2 separate regions of the Rattus norvegicus genome follow, and region 1 is linked to region 2. A link is a contact called in public Hi-C data. All regions are on one chromosome and are shown on one strand. Each heading gives the region's core, a stretch centred on a gene start, on an enhancer-like site or on the middle of the called end of the contact. The rest is flanking DNA. Distances are from core to core; before and after follow the strand shown. Region 1 holds the start of Stmn1 (stathmin 1). Region 2 holds the start of Cep85 (centrosomal protein 85).

The links. Hi-C and Micro-C count contacts between places; a contact is called where the count stands out from the background.
Region 1: a contact with region 2 is called in a Hi-C map of hepatocytes, with 1.8 times the contacts expected there. The contact joins the promoter of Stmn1 here to the promoter of Cep85 in region 2. A contact is called at or near these places in 4 of 12 Hi-C or Micro-C datasets (frontal cortex, hepatocytes, liver and 1 more).

Annotation. Positions count from the first base shown.
Region 1 is chr5:151,961,550-151,968,734 of GRCr8, forward strand. Stmn1 (stathmin 1) reads left to right here and starts at 3,630. Exons shown (of 5, transcript NM_017166.2): 1 at 3,630-3,727; 2 at 5,303-5,375; 3 at 5,838-6,010. The coding sequence starts at 5,363. It overlaps LOC134487004 (a long non-coding RNA gene), which reads right to left and starts at 3,039. Exons shown (of 2, transcript XR_010066672.1): 1 at 2,888-3,039; 2 at 1,829-2,137.
Region 2 is chr5:151,684,712-151,692,018 of GRCr8, forward strand. Cep85 (centrosomal protein 85) reads right to left here and starts at 3,149. Exons shown (of 14, transcript NM_001395607.1): 1 at 3,025-3,149.

The DNA of each region.
Region 1 (7,185 bases), core at 2,380-4,879, 280 kb after region 2:
CTCCTGTCTTCTCTCCTTCTATCTCTCTTGGCCATCTATCTGTTCATGGCTAATCCTTCACGGTGACCTCTCATGGCCACTCCTCACGGTTCCCGTCCTCTCGCATCCTCATTTTGCTTGGGATCCCGTAACTGGGACTGGAAGTCTCACCCTATTCCCTTCCGCCCAGCTAACCAATCAGAGGTGATAGAAAAACAATCTTTACACATCATTTAGACAGGAGATGCTTGACAATGCCAACATCCAGACTGCAACCAGATCAGCATCTGAATGCACAGTACACAAAACCATCCCCAACGTCTACCATGTGCAAGGCCCTGGTTGTACTTCAGCACAATGAGAAAACAAATAATTTCGGAAATAAAGCAATTCCATGGGAGGTCTTAACCCAGTAAGGGCAATTGCAACCTAAAGGTGACAGGCTAATATTCATTCATTCATTCATTCATTCATCTATTCATCCATTCAATAACTCCTAGCATCCAGGAACTTCTCTATAGCAGTGTTGGTTGACTCGTGCTCTGTACCAAGGCTGAGCCACGGTTCAGTGTATTAATCTCAGACACCACTCCCAAGATGGACGATCTATCAGAACAGTACAGGAAGTTTTTTTTTTTTTCCCCCCGGAGCTGGGGACCGAACCCAGGGCCTTGCGCTTGCTAGGCAAGCGCTCTACCACTGATCTAAATCCCCAACCCCCCTCTCCTTCTCTATAAACCTCCAGACCCTCACCATGTATCAGGCCCTGTATCAGGCACTCAAACAAGGTGAGACATTGACTCTGCCCAATAAGGGAGACAGATGTGTGAAATGTTTCCAAGGATGGGGTTTGAACAGAGCAAGGCACATTAGAGCCTCGGTCCTGAGGACTAGGGACAAAGGGAACAAAGAAGTGACAATAAAAACGACTTCTCCCATGACACTCCTTGGCTGAGGACAGGCCCCAGGAGCAGCCGTGGACCTCAGAGGCGCCTATGTGGGAGACAACCTCTGTGGCCTCAGAAGCAACAATGAACAAAGGCTGTCGCCTCTCTGGGAATAGCTGAGATCTGACAAGAGCCCGGTGCCGTGTGTTTCATCAGGGTAGACACCCTTGCTGGGCTTTGAAGCCCCAAGTCCTGTCCTTTGGCTGTCTACACAGATCAAATAAGCTGGACAGCTGCCCTATCTAGAGTTCACTCGGTGCTAATCCAGTCACAGCCGGCCCCACAGCAATCCGACCAAACCGTCTGAGCAGAAGCAAAAATAATTCTCATGGGCAAAGGCAGGCAGCTCCCGAGATGGAAACATTAACCCTTCACTGCCTCTTGGAGAGGGCGGGGATCTTGCTAGTGTTAGGGGAGAGGCAGGTTCTGGCCCTTCCCAAAGTGGGGAAGCAAAAGATGTTGGCTACCCTTCCTGATTCCGGAGACCATCTGTGAACACTGGTGAGAACCGGCTTTGAGAGAAGCAACCCCTTTTCATCCTACAGAACAGGATCTTCCCACAGCACAGGAAGCACTGCTTTATTCACAAGGTCATGCCAGGGGACCCTTATTCCCACCCCCCCCCCGCACCCCACCCCGTGTCCTTCCCCCTCCTAAGCAGCAGTGAGAATCTGGAGATATTCTTGTCACAGGTGTCAACAGGAGCGGACCCCTAACCACAAATGCAGAAGGCAAGGGGTATCGATAAAAAACATGAAAAAAAAATCTACATGAGTTCTAACATCTACTCCATTCCTAGCTGTGGTTTCCATGGAAATACGCATCTGCTCCAGGGAGAGAGGTGTGTGTGGGGGTGGGGAGGGATGATATAAACGCTTCAAAATAATCAGTGTTTTGAAAGATTAATTCTCCCCTGTCACAACTTTAATAGAAATATGAGACTTTTGTGTGGCATATCTTGTATTTGGAGAAAAAAAAGTGCATCGCATGGGTGGGACCTTCCACACACATCTCCAAATCCAGTACAAAGACTTTAAGACAAAGTGCTCGTTCGGAAGGTACCAGACCTCTTGGCCGCCGTGGAGGTCTCCGCTCATCTGTGTTCCTCTGTCATCTCGGTTTTCAGAAGGGACTTATCCTCATTCCTGTCCAGTTTTGAAAATGATTTCTGAGATCCATTCGGAAAGTTGAAACGCCAGGCCATTGTGGGGCTACGTTTGTGAAAGAGAAAAGCCCGGTCAATGTGCAGAATTGTCTCCTGCTGCTCACAAGCTAAGCAAGAACCACTTAGACTGGCTGGGTGGGGGCAGAGGGAGACTGACCCCACGCAAGGGCAATTGTTGGGAAAATATGCCTCTATAAGCATATTTTACGCAACAGGGCTTTGCCAGTTGCTTGCTTTGTGTGTTTTCTGCACAATACAGTTTTCATTGTCTTGTATGCCTGTTATATTTTATCTCGGGTACTTCCCTATTCATTAACCAGATGTAGGATTGTTTTAGAATTAGGACTGTGTTTCCACAGAACCTGGTCTATGTGTGGTTTAGCTTTTGGGAGACCAAATCCATTAATAAAATAGTAAATCAAATTAATAGAGTTTTTGAGCAGGTGCTTTGGGGAAATGACCACTCACGGGGACACAGCTTTGGTCAGCAGAGAGGAGGGGGTTCTGAGAGAGACAGGTTCATGCTAATTTCCTTTGTGTCTCTGCTATAGTTTTGCTTTATCCTGGCCAGAGGGAACCGTGACCTTGTGGCTCCTTTTGTTTACATTCTCAAAGAGAGCCCAGCCCCGCTCTGGGGAGCACGTGCTTTCAGAACAAAAGCAGCAAAGTGTATCTAGAACTGCCATCGCTCTTCCCTTCCCTTTCCTGTCACCGCAACGCTTTGGCAGGCCAGATGGAGTCTGCCTTTAAGCTTAGTCGCTTTTGTTAGACCCAAGATCAGATTCCAGAGCCTCACGCTGTCCAGCATAGATCCTAGTGTTTCCAGCTCGGGAAGCTGATGGTGAGAATGCAAATGACCAAAGGAAGGACCACGCCCGTGACCTGCCAGTAGAAAATGGGTTAGCGACTGCGATGTCGCGCTACAGGTGACTCGCTGCGGTGTGTCCGTGGAAGCACGCCAAGGGTAGAGGACCGTGCAGGGGCGTGGAATGGCACTGTCTTGTCACAGGGGTTCGAGAGTCTTAGGCGACCGGGTGGGGTGTGGCATCAAAAGGGACACTGCTTAGGGAGCGAAAGAAACTCCTATGGCCGGGTAGAAGAAGAGTCCAGTCCGTCAAGGTCTAAAAGACAGAAGTAGGTTAGAACCGACCCCTACTCAGTGCCTCGCCTCGCCCTGCACTTTTCCTAGGGAGGGAGTTCCGTAACGGATTCACTCCTGTGGACGCGGCCAAATGCTCTTCAGATCAGAGGCCCAGGTCCAGTGCGAGCTCGCACCTAGCGAGACCCCCTACCAGGAGTGCCCCACCCCTAGCATTGTCTTCCTGCCCCACTAGCCCGGACTACAATTCCCGAAATGCGCCGCTCCGGAGAGGCGGGGCCCTCGGGCTTCGGGGCGGGACTGGCACGTGCGGTCACCCGCAGCCAATGCGGTGCGCCTGGTCCGGGTCACGTGCCGCTGTTTGGCGCTTTTGTGCGCGCCCAGGTCTGTTGGTTCTCAGAGTGTGGCCAGGCGGCTCGGACTGAGCAGGTGGGTGCAGGCTTGGCTTAGGCGGAGGCGACGGCAGGGTAGGGAGCAGCCGGGAACGCGGCGAGCCCCTAGCCGGGGACACGGGACGGGCGGAGACCTCGAGCCCTGGTGGGTGGGGGGCGTTCGTCTTTTGTGTGGAGCTCCGGCGGAGCCTTGGCTTTTGTCCCTGTTCCCTGGGGATGCGGCTTGGTGGGGAGGGGGCGCGGCCAGCGGTGAGCTTTAGCCTCGGGTGCGAGCGTGGAGACAATAGGAGGCGTGAGCCGTCCTCTGCATCTACCGCTCAGCGGGCGCGGCTGTTCAGGGGTCCCCATTGTCTAAAGGAGAGCGAGGCTAGGGGCGCTCGTGCTCCCGAGGGGCGGCGCCCGCCCAGTCTCCCGGGGCTTCGTGGCGGTGGTCCCGGGCAGCTCTGGGCACTCCCGTCAGTGGGTGGAGGCCATGCGACCAAGCCCTCTGCAACCACCCCAGGACTGCGTGTCCGCGAGGTGTTTTTGGCGGGAGTTGGGGGGGTAGACTGCCGCGCGCTGCCAGCCCGAGAGGGGCGGGGCCACCCCGGAGGACCGTTAGCCCCGCCCATCCTGTCGCTGCCCACGCGCGCGGGCTCCCGAGTGTGGAGAGGTTCGCGGAGATTCGAAAAGGCGCGGGGAGCCGAGGGGCGGGGCCAGGGGCCGGAGCTTAGGGCGTGTTCTGATTGGCCGGGGCTGCCAGCCTGCCCGCCCGGGCCAGGACCACGCCCATGCTGTGTAGTCTGCTGCTTGGGTGCTCCGCCACAGCTAAATGCTTTTTTCGTTGCCTCGTTTTTTTCAATGTCTAGCGTTTGGAACCTTTAAAAAATACACTTCGGGGCTGAAAGAGTGGTGATCTTTTTAAAAAATACTCGACAACTGTTGGAAAAAAATATTGCGACATAAGGCATCAAATGTGACAAACCTAAGGCGGGTGTGGTGGTGCTTGTCTAAAATCTCAACCTCAGAAGCTTCCCCCACCCCATCGCCCGTGTGTGCATCGAACATGAAACCCAGGGCTTTGCAAATGTTAAGCAACTGCTAACCTACTGGGCAAAACCCCACCCCTCTACACTGAGGAGGCTGAGGCAAGAGGATTGTAATTTCAAGACCAGCCTGGGCTAAATAGCTCTTAGACCCTGCCCTCAAAGGAAACGTAGAGGTTCATAAAACTTCATTTTCTCACTGTGAGGCTAGTAGCTTAAACCCTAAGAACAATGGGACTTGAATACCATTGGCTTCTAGCTTGGGTGTTATTCACCATGGCAAACACAGACAAAGCAGGGGTGGGTATTTCATTTGCACAATGAGTTGTAGACAGAATTAAGATGGCTCCGATCTCATTGTTGGGTTGAATCTGGAAGATCTTCTTATGTTGGGTACGGAAAAAAGGGTTAAGGGAAGGAATCCTTCAACCTTGTGATTGCACCTCTGATTTTTGAGATTCCAAGGTTTTTTTCTTTGAAGAATATCATTTAATTTGATTTTCTGCTGCCAGCGTTATTCAGTTAAAATATCCTGATAGGCTTCGGTGTTTCTAGATGATTTTTTAATGATGTTTCTTGATTTCCACCTAATGATTTTCCTGACATTGTCACGGGTGTGATTTGAGATCCCTTTGTGCTGATGACATGGGGGAAATGTGGAGAAATTGATTGCATGCTTTGAAAAATCATTCCAGGGCTTTCCTTGCCAGTGGATTGTGTAGAGTGTACAGCCAGTCTCTTGTCTTCTGTCCAACATGGCATCTTCTGGTAGGTAATTGATTTCAAAAAGCTGAAACTGGGGTGGGCTATGGCTTTAGAATAGGAAGTGGCGCAGGCCTTAAGCTTTTAATTTGGCTTTTGTGTTCTTTTCAAAATTTAATTTGCAAATAAAAAGGCAATTAAATTTTTATTACTTGGATAAGTATATGGAAAACTCATTGCCATTCATAATTTTGGCTTGGTCTAAAGCAAAATTGTGGGGTTTTACACAAGCCATTCTTTGTTTCATAGAATGATTGTCAAGTACTAATTCCTCCTCAAAATGGTATTCGTTAGCCCAAAATGTTGAGCTTTAAAAAAAAAAAAGTCGTTTGATTTCTTATCTACAAACACTTTCATTAGCTTTCATTCTGATTGTTAAATTACTGGTTTTTAGAAAATTATAGATCCCTTTATTTAAATAAGCAAGCTGGGTTTTTCCTCATTTATCATACATCTGATCAACCCCAGATATTCAGGTGAAAGAGCTGGAGAAGCGTGCTTCCGGCCAGGCTTTTGAGCTGATTCTCAGCCCTCGATCAAAAGAATCTGTCCCCGAGTTCCCCCTTTCCCCCCCAAAGAAGAAGGATCTTTCCCTGGAGGAAATTCAGAAGAAATTAGAAGCTGCAGAAGAAAGACGCAAGGTAACCCAGACGATTTACAGGAGATACAGGAAACTTATTAATGTAATGAGGCAAACTGGTTTCATTTTCATACAAAGGAAGAAGGGATTGTAGCTCACTGTGATCTGAAGTGGGAAATGTCCTTGTGCCAGAGGTTCAGAGGAAGCAGCGGCCATAGTTTAATGAGCTCCTCTCGGGCCAGCTCCTTAACTCAGGAGCTTTCTCTAAAAGGAGGCTCCGTGGGGGGCATTGTCTCAGGTAACAGACTCGAAAATTGTATTATTAAGGCATTTTCCTGTTAGTAAGTACTGGAGGCAGAATTTAAGCTAAGACCTGTCTTATATCAAAGCTCATGCTTTTCTCTTTAAAAAAATAGGACATTTGTTGGCAGGTAATTCTTTGTTTTCTTAGTTTTGCTTTTTTAAAGAGCTATGCAATAAAAACTAAATTTTCAGGGATGTGGTATTGTAGCTTTTTCTCCTTCCAAACACTTCTATTATAAAGTAACCATCATTGAAGCCCAATGAGGCCTGGAGGGGTAGCTCAGCAGTTAGGAGCTGACTGCTTTTCCAGAGGATCCATGTTCGATCGCCAGCAACCACACAGTAGCTCACAAACATTCAGCTCCATTTCCAGGGACCCAGCTGCCTTGTCCTCATGAGCACCACACTCAACATTAGTACATAGGTAAACGTGCAAGCTAAACAACCATGCACATAAAGTAAATAGGAAATAAGGCCTTATGAGAGGCTGGAGAGGTGGCCCCACTGTTAAGAGTGCTCGCTATTTTTTTTTTTTTTTTCGGAGCTGGGGACCGAACCCAGGGCCTTGCGCTTGCTAGGCAAGCACTCTACCACTGAGCTAAATCCCCAACCCTAGTGCTTGCTATTCTTGAAGAAGACCACAATGTAGTTCCTAGCACCTACATTGGGTAATTAACAACTTCCTGCAACTCTAGTTCTGAGGGATCTGATGCCCTCTTCTGGCTTGTAAAGGCCTGACACATGTGCATATATATTTATACAGACCATACACATAAAAGTAAAAGAACTAATGAAAAGCTTAACAAATATTAACATAATTATAAAAGAGTTGGGAAATGAAATTATTGTCATTATTTTATCCCCAGAGTGGATACCTGTTGCCGTGTATTTCTTTCCATGCAGCAGTACTGTTACTAAGAACTTTAGACAGGA
Region 2 (7,307 bases), core at 1,899-4,398:
GTATCAAACAATCATCCAATATTTCTTTTGGTTTCTGAGACCGGTTTCACGTAGCCCAAGCTGGCCTAGCATTTGCTATGTAGCCAAGGATTATCCTCAAACCTCTATCTTCCAAGTGCTGAGAATCCAGCATGGATCACCATCCCTGGCAATATTTAATTATGTAAAAATAAGCATCTTATTAATATACAAATTAGCTTTAATAAGTGAGAAAAATGATACACATACCAAAGAATTGTGTTTTCTTGTTTTGAGTTACAGTCTTCTATATAGCCCTGGCTAGAACTCAATATGCAGATCAGGCTAGCATTGAACTTCCAGGTAACGATGTTGGGAGATGTTTTTTGTGCATTGTATATTCAATTGTTGACTTCTGCACCCCAGAGATCTGGGTGCAGTCCGGACTTGGTTCTGTCATTATTATGATGCATTCCCTGACTCAGAAAACATTGTTATCCATCATCTTCTAATTGGTCAATTAAGAGCTGATCAGTCGGAGTTGGGGATTTAGCTCAGTGGTAGAGCGCTTGCCTAGCAAGTGCAAGGCCCTGGGTTCAGTCCCTAGCTCCAAAAAAAAAAAAAAGCTGATCAGTCTATAGCTGGGCAGGAGAGGGTAAGGTGGGACTTAGAGCCTAGGGATGGATGGATGGATGGATGGAAGGATGGATAAAAGTGTGTGTGTGTGTGTGTGTGTGTGTGTGTGTGTGTGTGTGTGTGTGTGTGAGTATCTCAGGTGGGACAAAGGAGGTTATCATTAGGATGTATCAGGCCTGACAAGTAGACTAGGAAGTATGCCAGGCCAATATAGTCAGGTTAGAACAGCTCAAACCTACCCAGTTATAGTGTGTGTGTGTGTGTGTGTGTGTGTGTGTGTGTGTATGGTATAAAATAAAGATAAAAATCTGTCATTATTGGGAACAAGGATAGGCGAAGAAAAGCCCCCAGTACTTTTGCATTTGGCGCCCAAGGTGGTGCTCAAACCACAACCCTGATATTAAGAGTCTCACACTCGCTCTTACTCCCCTCTTAGCCCCTCTTACTCTTTGTTCTTCTCTGTTCTTGCCCCCTTCCCGCTTCCTACCATGTGTCCACGGCCAGCCTCCTTTCCTCTCCTCTCCTCTCTCATTAAACCTCTCCACAAGGGGGGGAAAAAGAGTCTCATGCTTTACCGACTGAGCTAGCCAGAACTTTTACAAGTTCTCCTGCCTCAGTTTCCCAAGTGCTCAGATTACAAGCATCGGCTATAAATCAAGCTTCAAATAATTGTTTCAGAGTAAGTTTCTTCATCACTTATCAACAAATGTTTGATATACTCTCAAGATCTCATAAATTTTTTTCCAGGCCAAAAAACAAACAAACAAAAAACCAACAGGATTGAGTGGCAGTCTAAGGGCCAGAGAGACAGACAGAGTCTCAGTAGCTAGAGCACTGGCTGCTCTTCCAGAGTGCCCAGGCCCAATTCCCAGCACCCATATGGCAACTCACAATGGTCTGTAACTCCAGTTCCCAGGTTTCTGACACCCTCACACAGACAGCCAACCACTAATGAACATTAGAGAGAGAGAGAGAGAGAGAGAGAGAGAGAGAGTGAGAGGGTGAGTGTGTGTTTAAGAAGCCCCAAACTGATACTGTATTCATCAACCCAAATTTCCTGAGTACTATTTGCCTGGCTCTGTACCAAGGGGCTGGAGAGATGGCTCAGCAGTTAAGAGCACTGACTGCTCTTCCAGAGGTCCTGAGTTCAATTCCCAGCAACCACATGGTGGCTCACAACCATCTGTAATGGGATCCGATGGCCTCTTCTGGTATGCAAATATACATGCAGATAGAGCACTCATAACTAAAATAAATCTTTAAAAAAAATGTATCGTGTTAAAGAAAAACTACTTGTCATTACGTGAGCCTGCAATCTCAACGCTATGGAGGCTAAGGCAAAATGAAAAAAAAAACAAAACCCCAAAAAAACAAAACCCCATGAATTCAAGACAGCCTGGGCCTGATATGGTGATGCACATTTTTAATCCCAGCAAGGGAGACTGAAGGCAAGAGGATCTCTGGGAGTTCAATGCCACCCTGGTCTACAAAGTGAGTGCCAGGTCAGCAAAGACTACATAGTGAGACCTTGTCTCAAGATCCGAAACAACAGTAAAAGGCCAGCCTGGGCTATACAGGAAATTCCAGGCCAGCCTGGATTACATAGCAAGACCTAAAAACAGAAAGAAAAGGGAGGAAGGGCAGAGAACTAAGTAGTGGAGTCTGCTTCGCTTGGGCTAAGGGCTTATTTAATGCTCAACAACATAACAAAGCAGACACGGTTTGACCTTCCTAATTTACTGAAGTCAAATGTTCTAACTCTCTGCTACACAATCTAAAGTTTTGTTCCATCCCAAGCCTCAGACCAAGATTCCTCAACTTGATCACCATTGACCTTAGTTTCAGCTAATTGCGAGTGGGAGTTGGGGGGCAGTCACGTACAGGCATCGAGTAGCATCGCTAGCTTCTTCGTGCCAGATGCAGTAGCAAAGCCCTAGGACAGGTCTAGGCCATCCCCAGGTGTCCTCTGCCCCTCAACTACCCCTCAGGTCAGACACCAACTCCGCGGGGATAGCTCGCTGACCCCACCACAACGGCGCCTTCAGCTCCCGGCCGTTTGTGAAAGGTCTCCACTCGCCGAGTCCGGCTCTTCCCGCGGGCCGTGGACTCTTACGAGAGCAGGGGGCGTCTGGCACACAAGTACGGAAACTGCCGTGCAGTTAATGAAAAGGGGAACGCAAGGTGCCGGGAGGAGGGACAGAGACGCGAGAGGGCGTGTGAGGATCCTAAGCCAGGAAACTCAGCCGGAGAGAGAAGAGATTGGGGTGGAATTACGGCTCGGTCCATCTGCGCATGCGCTTCGCTCTCCACGGGGTTCCCCCCCCCCACAAACCCCAAGAAGCTAGGTCCCGACTTTTCAAGGTTTTCCCGGGCTTACGAAATGAGGGACAGGGGTCGCCGCTTCGGCGGGAGCCCCCAAAAAGAACTTACTCGGACCTGAGAGCGAGCGGCGAACCCCCTCACTCTGGGATACTGAAGGCGGCCACCACGTCCGCACGAGCGGCGAATCCGCTCCTCAGGTCGTCTAACGGCCGTTCCACGCCCGTCAAGTCGCACGCCCCGGAGCGCGCGCCGCCCGGCTCCGCCTCTTTCTGCTTGCCCCTGGCCAATAGAAAGTCGAGGCGCGTGGATGCTCCGCCTCTTTTTGCCCTACAATTGACCAATGGAGACCTAGGCTGCTCTCGTGTCCCGCCCTTTCACCGTGTCCAGGGCTGTGGGCGGGTGGATCTCTGCGCTGGAGGCGCTGGACCAGTGCGTCACTCTGCGCATGACACAGAGGCTACTTAGATCAGTCTCTTCGCACCATACCGAGTTCCGCCACTCGGTGGCGCTGTGTCCACGAGGCTTAGGGAGGCTTGCCGGGTTTTAGCTAGGCTTTAGGGAATCCCGCCCAACCTACCTCGGCCCCCCTCCCTCCGGAATCAGGAAGTCACATTGTGCATGTGACCTGCCAGGGTCACTGCCAACTCAGGGTCACTATTAGAATTAAGAGCTAATGATGGGCGGCTGGAGAGCTGGCTCGGCGGTTAAAAGCTATCGCTGCTGCTCTTTGAAGGGATCTATGTTCGGTTCCCAGCATCCACGTCTGGCCACTCAAAACCGTGTCTCTCCTGGCCTTGGAGGCCAGAATAAATGAAAAATACAATTAAATCCAAATAAGTGATAAAAATACAATTTAAAGCACTTAGGAATAACAAGTTGTTGGATGTTGACCCTGGGAATGACAGATGAATTTAGAGAAAATTCACCGAAATTAGGATCAAGGAGTCTTTATTAAAACGAATTAATAAAGTCTGGACGTCTAAAAAATGAATTGATGAACTAATGGGAAGAAGGTGAGTTTCCCCAGTTGGTGGCTTCTGTTTCTTTTGTAGGGAAGGAGGGAACAAAGACAGAATGTGGGCTAAGAAGTGTTGGTCCTGGGGAGGAAAGAAACTTGAAATTGTGGACCTGTTAGGATTTAAATCTATAAATGGCAACAAAAACAAAAACCAGCCAACCAAACCATGAGCTGGGGCAATGTACTATACCTGTAATCACAACTCAGCCAGCTGAATCAGTATGGCCAGGAGTTTGATGCTAGCCTGGGGCATATAATGAGATCCTGTCTCAAAAGAAGGTGTATTTCTACAGTCCTCTTCAATAGGGTCTTGCTATGCACCCTCAGACTCCCATCAGACTCCTGATACTACTGACTTGGCCTCTTGAATTGGTTCTTGTGCATTTTTTTCCGTGTGTGTGTGTGTGTGCATGTGTGCGTGCTTGTGCATGCTGCTCTATCTACATGTACACCTGCAAACTAGAAGAAGGCTTTGGATCCTTCATGGTTGTGAGCCACCATGTGGCTGCTGGGGATTGAACTCAGGACCTCTGGAAGAGCAGTCAGTGCTCTTAACCACTGAGCTATCTCTCCAGCCCCCCCATAATTTTTAAGTATGCATAAATCTTCAGTTACTTTAGTATTGTTTGTCTACTCAGAATTTCATGTAAACAAAGTTAGCTTCAAACTCACTTTGTAATTCATGCCAACCTTGAGCTTTTGATCTTCCTGTCCCTACCACTTAAATGCTGTGGTTAATTTATTATTCTTTATTTCTTTATTTTTGGTAGACCTGGCTGTCTTGGAACTCACTCTGTACACCAGGTGAGCCTTAAACACACAGAAATCTGCTTGTCTCTACCTCCCGAGTGCTGGGATTAAAGGCATGTGCTGCCGCCCCCGTCTTACTTTATTATGTTAAAAAGACTTGCTGTCTATGTAATAAAATAATATATCAATGAAAGTTTACCAACAAGCATGATTAAAAGCGAAAAGACTAGATTTGGGGTTGGAGAGATGGCTCAGTAGTTAAGAGCACTTGCTGCTCTTACAGAGGACTGGGGTTTGATTCCAGGCACCCATATAATAGCTCTCAACTGTTCAACAACTCCAGTTCCAGGGGACATAGCACCCTTGGTTTGGCCTCTGTGGGTACCAAACATACAAGTAGTACTGTTTACATACATACAGGCGAAACACTCATTCCCAGCTAAGCATGGTGCCTTTTTTTTTTTTTTTTTTTGGTTCTTTTTTTTTCCGGAGCTGGGGACCGAACCCAGGGCCTTGCGCTTCCTAGGCAAGCGCTCTACCACTGAGCTAAATCCCCAATCCCGGTGACTCATATCTTTAATCCCAGCACTCTTGAGTCAGAGACAAGTGGGTCTCTATACGTTTGAGGAGAGCTTTGTCTATATAGCAAATCCCAGCACAGCCAGGGCTACATCAAGAGATGCTATCTAGAAACAAAGAATATTCATACATATAATTTTTATTAAATGTTAGACTTGGTTAAACATAACTTTCCCATTTAACCAAATAGAATGGGAAGAGTGGAATGCAGGGGTGCAAGTTCAAGGACAGCCTGATCCATAAATGAAACCTGGTTTCAGAAAGAACTGAGAGAAATGTCAAGATGGCTCCGTGGGTAAAGCGCTTGTTGTGCGGACTCACGGCAGATTCAATCCCCAGGACCCACACAAAAGCAGAAGATAACTGACCCCACATATTTATCCTCTAAACTATATATGCTTCTGTCTCAGTTTCATTGCTGTGAAGAGACACTATAGCCAAGGCAAGTCTTGTAAAGGAAAGCATCTAATTGGGGCTGGCTCACGGTTTCTGAAGTTTAGCCCGTTATTGTCAAGGCGGGAAGCACGGCAGCGTGCAGGCACACATGGTGCTGGAGAAGGAGCTGAGAGTTCTACATCTTGATGGGCAGGTAGCAGGAGACTGTGTCACACTGGCATGTCTTGAGCATAGGAGACCTCAAAGCCTGCCCTCATAGTGACACGCTTCCTCCAACAAGGCCACATCCTATGGGGCAAGCATTTAAACATACAAGTCTACGGGGGGCCATTCCTATACCACCCACCACGGGGTCCTACGGTAAACATGTCCGTGAGCATGCATTATGTACACGTGCACTTATTCTCAAACAAATACTGCTGACTTTAACTTAGATGTACATGCAGATAAAACACCTATGTACACAAAACAAAAAATAATCAATTAAAGAGTAAGTGCACCATGAGCGTGCAATGCCCAGAGAGAGGCCAGAAGAGGGTATCAGATCACCTGGAGCTGGAGTTACAGACGATTGTGAGCTGCCTGGTGGGTCCTGGGAATCAAACCTGGGCCCGCTGCAAGAGCAACGAGTACTCTTAGCTGCTTAAATCTCTCTCTCCAGCCACCCACCTGTCTCTTTTCGTATAGTTTTTGAGACGAGGTCTCAGAACTCACGATGTGAACCAGCCTGGTCCCCAAGTCGTAGTGCTCTGCATGTCTGCGCTTCCCAAGTGCTGGGATTAAAGGTCTGCACGGTCATACCCAGGCCCATAAATGGAATTTTTATTCTGCTTTTTACTGTTGCATAGCTACTGCCTCCAACTGAAGCACTCTATCCTGGAGGGAAGAGGAAGGCTCCTAAGAAAGCTACGAAAAATTCCAAGGTTCAGGGTGCTGACGAAACTTCCAACACTCACAGAGCCCTCCCAAGATTGTATAAGCAATGGCCACTGGGGAAGAGGTTTTGGTACAGCTACCTTTTGGGCAGGCTGCTCCAGGGATGTAGCCTTTGTGGCTTCCCCCATAGCAGGGAGGGCCTCTTGCTGATGTGTCCACCTTTGAGTCAACTAAGTTCCTGGAAATAAACCTTCCCCTATGCTCCTATCAGTAACCCCAATAAACTTGTTGGCTCCCCAAGCTAGATTTAGCTGACAACTTTTTTGTTGTTGTTTTGGTTTGGGTTTGTTTGTTTGTTTTTGTTTGTTTTTTAATCAGTCTTCAGTACTCCTTGAGTTTGCCGTTTGTTTTGGACAAGATTCCGTGAAGCTCAGGCTGGCAAATTCACTACGTAGCTGAGCAAACTCAGGATGAATTTGAACTCCTGATCTTCCTGACTCCAGCTCTCCTGAGTGGTGATGTCAGACATGCACCACTGGATCTAGCTTCCGTTTTCCGATTGCTTTTTCTTGGCATATGTCTGGGGGTTGTTTGAGTTTGTTTACTGTGGTTTTGAGAATCCAGCACAAGCTCTTGTATATGCTGTGCAAAGGCTCTACTGCTGAGTCGCACCTTTTTGTGGGATTTTGTTTGTTTGATTGTTTGTTTGTTTGAGGCAGGGTCCTGACATACAACCCGGGCTGGCCTCAGACTCAAGATAATCCTCCAGCCT